Linked DNA regions of Zea mays: region 2 is linked to region 1. A link is a contact called in public Hi-C data. All regions are on one chromosome and are shown on one strand. Each heading gives the region's core, a stretch centred on a gene start, on an enhancer-like site or on the middle of the called end of the contact. The rest is flanking DNA. Distances are from core to core; before and after follow the strand shown.

What was found. A called contact is a pair of places that touch in the nucleus more often than the background predicts.
Region 2: a Hi-C map of leaf shows a contact between it and region 1, with 1.8 times the contacts expected there. The contact joins the promoter of LOC606476 here to the promoter of LOC100279918 in region 1. A contact is called at or near these places in 4 of 25 Hi-C or Micro-C datasets (ear, leaf and tassel).

The regions. Positions count from the first base shown.
Region 1 is chr5:216,893,126-216,897,057 of Zm-B73-REFERENCE-NAM-5.0, forward strand. It overlaps LOC100279918 (putative RNA-binding protein ARP1), which reads left to right and starts at 1,464. Exons shown (of 6, transcript NM_001364466.1): 1 at 1,464-2,171; 2 at 2,296-2,419. The coding sequence starts at 1,896.
Region 2 is chr5:216,716,683-216,720,717 of Zm-B73-REFERENCE-NAM-5.0, forward strand. It overlaps LOC606476 (adenosine 5'-phosphosulfate reductase-like 4), which reads right to left and starts at 1,581. Exons shown (of 4, transcript NM_001112332.1): 1 at 1,234-1,581; 2 at 308-495; 3 at 93-217. The coding sequence starts at 1,419.

The DNA of each region.
Region 1 (3,932 bases), core at 214-2,713:
TCTGCACTAGCCTAGCCTGCCTTGTGGATAACGAACGAAGGCCCGTATTCTCCCTCTCCTTTCCCAAACCTCTACTTTATCGAAAAGAAAAGACCCCCCTGTATCCGTGGTCAACTCGGAATTCGCTCCCCATGGAACCTGCTCGTACAGAAGCGTGTATATGGGTCGGGGAATGTTTTTCCACAGAACCGTGTATGTAACCGTGTATATGCTACGTACGTCGTGCGGGGAATGGCAGGTGTCAGTTAATGAACAAATTGCTGACCACGTTTGTTTGGCAGGGGATCGGAGACGACCTGCTTGTTAATGATTACACACTTGGCCGGCTTTCGAATCTGCACCCCTTGTTCCAGCTAGATCGCTGGCGTGTGTCCGCTGTCCTCACCTCGGTGGCAAAGCGTGGTACGCAGCGCGTGGCCGATGCGGGCAAGGAAGCAACTCCCCTCCCGGCGAGTAGCAGTAGTAGCAAGCAAACAACTAGTACGCCAACTAGGCGCACTAGCGGCTAGACTAGCTAGTAGGCCAGGCCAGCCGCCAACGCCACCAACTCGCGGACGACGGCTAGCTCCAGCCTCCAGCGCGGTCTGCCGATGCGGTGCGGATGCGGCGGCGGCGCTGCCTGCGCGCGGACGGACGGACGGACGTAGCGCACCAGTACCACCAGGCCACGCCGTCGCCGTTCGTTACGTTTGCGGGTGGGGGCCGGGCTCGGGGTGGTCGCCCGAGAGCGACAGGGAGCCAGGGAGGACGCCCACCCAAGTGGGGGAAGGTGGCAGCACAGCGCTGATCCTGATCTCCCGCGCGCGCGAGAGGGAGAGAGAGGAGAGGAGAGGGGACGCACACGCATAGGGTTGGGCATTCGGTCATTCGGTCTATTAGGGTAATTCGGTTCGGTCTATTCGGGTTTGTGAAATTTCGGGTCCTGAAAAATAAGAACCGAAATTTCCAAAAATATTTTAGGAACCGAACCCGAATAGACTCACAATTTCGGTTCGGTCTATTCGGTCCACCGAATAGACCCGAATTGTAGAGAGCTAGTATATTTTGTTAAAATATAGACAATGAATAATTAATTGAAAGTACTATTACTACAAGTGACTATAAAAATTAGCATACAAAGATATATATACTATCGTTTAGATGATATCATTATTTCTAGCTAATAAGTTCATAAATCATATAATAATACCATCACATATTAAGAGCTTTTTTATATTTCGGGTTATTAGGTCTATTCGGGTTTTATAGGTTAGGAACCGAACCCGAACCCATAACCCGAAATATAGCACATATAGGAACCGAACCCGAACCCGAAAACCCGAATAGACCAATAATTCGGTCTATTCGGGTTCGGTTCAGTTCGGGTTCGGTTTTCGGTTTTAAAATGCCCACCCCTACACACGCATCATTAAAAAAAAGAGAGAGATGGTATGGAGAACAAGGAAGGAGGCTGGCGTTGTTGCGGCGGGCTTATTGTAGCCCATTGGAAACGAGACTAGAAAGGGTCATGCAGCAGCAGCTGTCATCCCACACCCTCTCCCTCTCCCTCTTCCAGCGCACAGCCTCGGCCCCTCCATCTCTCTTTGCTCGCCCCTGCCGTATCCTCCCTCTCCCATAAGGTACAGGGACCTCAAGGGGTATGGAAGTGGAGAAGTATACTAGGGAGCCCAAGGGGAGGGAGGAGCAACCGCAGCAGGTCAGGTCTGCCTATGACCCAACAAAGCTCGGTACAAACCACTAGGAAGGAGGAGGTCGCCAGAAACCACTAGCTAGGAAGGAGTGAGGGAGGACTCAGGAGTCTAGCTAGTTTGTTCGTCCCTCCCTCCCGCGTCAGAAGTCAGAACTAGCCTAGCCTAAGCCGAAAGCCGAAAGGACTCGGTGCTTGCGTGCGGCGGATGGCGACTTCGTCGTCGTTCTCTGGCCCCGGCGGGTCCCCGGCCCACGCGTCTCCGGGAGGCGGAGGCGGCGGCGGCGGCGGCGGTGGCGTGGGGTCGTACCACCACCACCGGTCGCGGTTCGGCGACACGACGCTGACCAAGGTGTTCGTTGGCGGGCTGGCGTGGGAGACGCCGTCCGAGGGGCTGCGCCAGCACTTCGACGTCTACGGAGAGATACTCGAGGCGGTCGTCATCACCGATCGCGAGACCGGCCGCTCCAAGGGCTACGGTTTCGTAAGTGGACTCTTGCCTCTCTCTCTCTCTATCTCGCCCCCGACCTTCCTCCGGCCGATCGGCCCGCCGCCGCCTCTATATCGGATCGGTCGACGCTTACCAGATGTGTTATGTGGCTCCGCAGGTGATTTTCCGGGACCCGGACGCGGCGGCGCGGGCGGTGCAGAACCCGAACCCGGTGATCGCCGGCCGGCGCGCCAACTGCAACATTGCGGCGTTCGGCCCGCCGCGGGCCGCGCAGCCGAGAGGTGAGCGACCCGAGGAACCAAATCAATGCTCCTCCTGCTGTCCTTTTTTTTTTTACTTTCCTTGCCATCGCAAGGCACGCGCATGTGCATGGCAGTTAATAACCGGGCCATGATTAGCGCCGGCGGCAGTACCAGTACTACGCGATTAACCCGTATATATATAAGCTTGATTTTAGGGCACCATGTTCCGCTCTGGATTTTCCCTGGTAGGGGAGGGGGGGACAGGTTACTGGCAGATGGGTGGGGGACCCACCCCAGCACAGCTGGTGAAACACTGGGCGCCAGCACACGGGAACCAGGACGGCCACTACTATATCTGCACTGGGAGGGGAGGCACTAATCAGCCATGGCTCATGGCTTCCATCACGAGTCGTCATGGCTGTGTGGTGTGCTAGCCCAGGCTGGATTTGCAGTGCCTGCCCCCTAATTCGCTGCACGCTATCTGGTCTACTCATCCCCACCACCTCGCAAAAGTCGAGGATAGCAATGAAATCTGGCTGGCGATTTCTTTACTTAGCATCTCGGTGAAGTGCCGGTATAACCATCTCCCATACAATGATACAACTATACAAGATGCATGCGTGGAGTGGGGCTGCTGCTGCCCATTTCCCCCCTTTAATTTGCTTGCTGAGGAAGATCAAGTTGCATTGACCGGGAGCACGCCATTGGTGGTGGTATGCTGCATCGCTCCAGCGACAGCGAGGTGTAAAGGGGTGGAGATTACATCGCTGGAGAATCGATCGGGAATCCAGACGCCTTTCTTTTCTAGTGAAAACCGATGCATGGCTTTACAAAATGTTGGGCGGCATATACTACCCAATACTGCTACTCTCCCTGTAGTCTTTTTTAGACTTTGACCCGTCGACTGTCAACCGCTGGAGGAATAGATGCTTGATTCCGCGGCATGCATGGAAAGCTTTGTGCTGATGCAGCTTTTCCTTCTCTAGCTCGTCCCCCATATCCGATCGATTCGTTTCAGAGTAGTAGAGTTTCTTACATTCGTTCGTTGTTTCAATATTGACTCCCAAGTCCCAATATGTATTTACCGGATCTCCTAGCTAGCTAGACTCTTATTTTTCAATTGGAGCCTTTCCTCTTTTTCATTATGTGATAATCATATATCATTAGGTTGCTTTTTCAAATAAGCCAGCTTATATGATGGTATTGGTCTTCTCTCTCTCACACACACACAGGAGAACAATATGCATGCTATTTTCTGCACAACTGTTTAGTGCATTACAGCGCGCACACAATAATGCAACACCAAATGGAGTAGGTTCAAGTGCTGGCTAGCTAGGACAGCTTTGAATCATCTGGCACTGTGCTAATCTACGCAATGCTCACTTAAAGAAACCTCTTTCTCTATCAGTCATAGTAGACCGAATACAGTGCAGAACAGAATATTTTTCCCCTTTTTTGAAGGAAAAATGGACATCTTTTTTTGTTATTATCCAACAAAACAAAGAAAAGATAATGGTTTACTAAGAGCATCTCCAACAACGTGACCTATAAA
Region 2 (4,035 bases), core at 331-2,830, 180 kb before region 1:
TTGCTGAATGTGTGACTTATAGAAATCGTGCTACTAAAATCATTCCCAATAAAAGAGGACAAGAGTCGTCCAATAAGGAAAAAGTAACACACCTGAGACATCAGTATAGAAAGCTGCAAGTGGTTTAACAGTCCTTGGTCCATGATACCGTACTCTCATGGTTGAATTCAAGAGAAAGAGTGTTGGGAAACCATGGATGCCGTATCTTGAAATTATGCTGCAGTTCCAGCATCAGATTAGTATTCCACCAAAATATATGTATTGTAATAAGAAATAATTTTTTTCTTTACACTATACAAGGACAAACCTTGGCCTAATTGCAGATTCCTCAAATGCAAAATGTCTAATGGTTGGGAATAAGGAGGCCAGTGTCTCGAAATTTGGTTTGCATTCTTGTGAGAATGGGCACCACGAGGCATAGAAAAGTACAGCAATATAGTCATCCTTGTTTGCATGAAGAAGATTAACTGCCGTTGCTAAGGTGAACTCATCCCCCTGAAAGGATACAAATCAGTCAGATTCAAATTTTACAAGTACAACTGGTGGAAAACCCTTATGCTCAGGTGGGAGAAAGTGGAAACTATATAGTAATAGTGTTTTTTATCATCATGACGTGGTGCATTTGGAGGTGCAGAAATAATTGGATCTTCAATGAAATTCCCCCTTCGGTTCCTGAGTGCAAGGCTATGTTTAGGAGTGAAATTGCTCTGTTATGCCATAGAGTCAAGCCTGTTCTTAAAGAAGACATTGCATCTTGGCTACTCAATTTAGGGTTGTAACTCTTCCCCTTCGGCTCACTCTATCTTTCATTTCTTTGTAATCTTCCTCTTCCTCCCTAAACTCAGTTCTTTTGATTTAATAATATTACTGTAGGACCCTCCTACAGTACCTTTACTTCAAAAAAAAATAGTGTTTTTTATTTGCTTTGGCATAACATAAGCAATATATAGCTGCTCGAAGTCTAAACCAATGAACAGAAGCAAGTATTTACACAACCTGAGAACCACCACCAAAATAATAGTTGTAAATCGTAGACAAGATTTCCCCCGTTCTAACTTAGCAAACCCATCTTTTCATGACAAACAATTTGCGTCACAAACCATTTGCTAGTTTCCACTTCATCACGCACCACAATTGCTCCAACATGGGAACACTCAGTATGGTAATGGAACGAACAAATTCGCATACATACAGTTCTTTGGTTATTTTATCACAACCTTGCAAATATCTTACCTCCACGACGCCGACCGGGTTGCCAAGATCCAGCGTCGAGCACGTGTCTCGAGTACCAAGAACGGATTCCACGATAGTAGGCACCGGGCACTCATCGTGGGGCGGGGATGCGGCGGCGGCGGTACCAACGCCGGTGAGGAGGAAGGGGAGGAGCAGCGCTGTCCACAACGGCAGTCGCCGCGCCATGGAGGAGGGGGGCCGCTAGGCCCTAGATCTGGGCGCTTCGAGCGCGGCGGTGGCCGCGACGCGCGCGCCGGGCTGCGCTCACCGCCGGGAGGGCGCTGCCGGCCTGCCGCGGCGGCCACGGCTACTCGGGCCACGGTGGGTGCGGGGGTGGGATGGGAATTGGGATCGGTGTGTTGCGTTGTTGGGGGCTCGCTTTATCTGGTTCGGGTGCTACACAGCCGTTCGATCGTGATCGGATGGCACAGGGACGCTCGACAGCCCGTCTTGACCTCGACGTGCGGGACCGGAAGGCGATGACGCGGCATGGGCTTCATCTGCAGCAGGGGGGACTGTACATGATGGCCGAATTTTTTGTATTTTAGCCCTTAAACAGAAGTAAAATCACGTTTAGACCTAAAAAATTTTAAATGCAGTTTTGGACCCTTTGCTCGGCGCCATAGCCTATGGCGCCGAGCTAACACAGCTCGGCGCCATAGGCTATGGCGCCGAGGTCGTGTTGCGTTGGCACAACCCAGACGCGTGGCGTCGACGTGGAACCGAGCTCGGCGCCACAGATCTTGGCGCCGAGCTCGGTTGTGTTATTAAAATATTTGTTGCAGACATGAGCACAAAGCCCATCTAGCCCACTTGGTAGAGCATAAGGCTTCTAACCATGTGGTCGTGGGTCAAACCGCATAGTTTGCATTTTTTTTGTTTTTTTTTGTTTATGTCGTTGGTGTGTCCGCTTAAATTTATTTCTCGCCTAGATTTTTTTTATGTCGTTGTGCCTAGTGTTGCCTTCCATCTTGCACTGCATGCGCGCGCATTTCAATCTACAGTTTCCGAATTTAAAATGCGCGTAAATAATCGACTAGCTCAAATCATGCATGTGCAATACAAAAGCAATGTAGTAATTTTATAAAATGTCATCCGTGCATTATTCAAAATTTTACTACTTTTTTAAAAAGACCGAATGCATGGCATGCATGTTTTCATCTTGCAAATTAAAATCCGCAGAGCTTAGTGCATCTCCAATAATTTAAAAAAAACATTTAGTAATTTAGTGAGCTTTTCATGTAGCTAAAAAAGGTTAAGAACAAATTTCTTGAACAAAATCTAACTTAGTAAAAATATAGAAAACAATTTTGCATTACGAATCATTAACTATTTCTAAATCACTATAACTATTTTTATACATTTTTTTCTTCCTTATATACATTTGCTTTGATAAACAGCATGCCCTACTTATTATTATTCTCCACAACCTTTCACATACAGAGATATTGGCCGATCAGTACATGAGCATATATTTTGGGTCGATTTTTTCAATTGTGAAAAAAAATCTAGGCGAGAAATAAATTTAAGCGGACACACCAACGACATAAACAAAAAAAACAAAAAAAATGCAAACTATGGGGCTTGAACCCACGACCACATGGTTAGAAGCCTTGTGCTCTACCAAGTGGGCTAGATGGGCTTTGTGCTCATGTCTGCAACAAATATTTTAATAACACAACCGAGCTCGGCGCCAAGATCTGTGGCGCCGAGCTCGGTTCCACGTCGACGCCACGCGTCTGGGTTGTGCCAACGCAACACGACCTCGGCGCCATAGCCTATGGCGCCGAGCTGTGTTAGCTCGGCGCCGAGCAAAGGGTCCAAAACTGCATTTAAAATTTTTTTAGGTCTAAACGTGATTTTACTTCTGTTTAAGGGCTAAAATACAAAAAATTCGGACATGATGGCGACGCGGCGCGTGTATGACGTACGGGCCCGTATGTATACATGTCCAAAACGGGCCGGCCCGTGGTGCAGCCCGTGAGCCCGGCACCCGACACGCCCAAGCACGGGAAAAGCCCGGCCCGGCACGACGGCCGGTGTGCCCGTGCCAGCCTGGCCCGATGCCCGTGCCGTGCTTGGCTGCCAAGTGGGCCCGTGGTGCAGGCACGAGTCCGGCCCACGTAAGCCACGGCACGGCGCCGGCCCGTTAAGGCGTATAAGGCGTCGGCGGCGTCGCGTAAGGCGTACGCGTAACCCTAGCATCCCATTTTTTCTCTCGGCCTCTCCGTCTCCTGTGCGCTCGTTGCGGCGACCGGCGACAGGCGACTCGGCTCCGCCACTCCGGTGTCCTCGCCTCCTGTGTCGACGGAGAGGTGAACTCTGGTGTCCTCGCCTCCTGCTCGCTGCTCCTCTCCTCTCTTGCTCCATCCTCGCTCCTCTCTCCCTCGACCCTCACTAACCCTAACCTTAGAACTCGATCTTCGCCAAGCTCGCTCCTCTGCCTCTGCCGTCAGCCATCCGGTTCGTGGATCCGGTGCTCCGGTGTTGCAGGTAAGGTTTTCTTGCTCTCGTCTCTCTCTTAATCGTAGTCCTAATCTTCTTGTGCTTGATCTTGTTGCTTCGATTCGTCTAGGTGTGCACCGTGTGTGTGTGTGCGCCGCGCGCCGTGAGGAGCCGGAGAAGCCGACCGAGGCGGTGGCCATGTCCACGGCCTCGGCTGACGACGAGCTCAGTCTCAAAGCAGTGATCGAGTAGCGGAGGCTTGAAGCGCAGAACGAGGCAGACGATGCCCGGGGCCTCCTCCTTGGTACCACCTCCGCTGGTGCCATCGATCTGGACGGCGCCGGTGCACAAACGGGG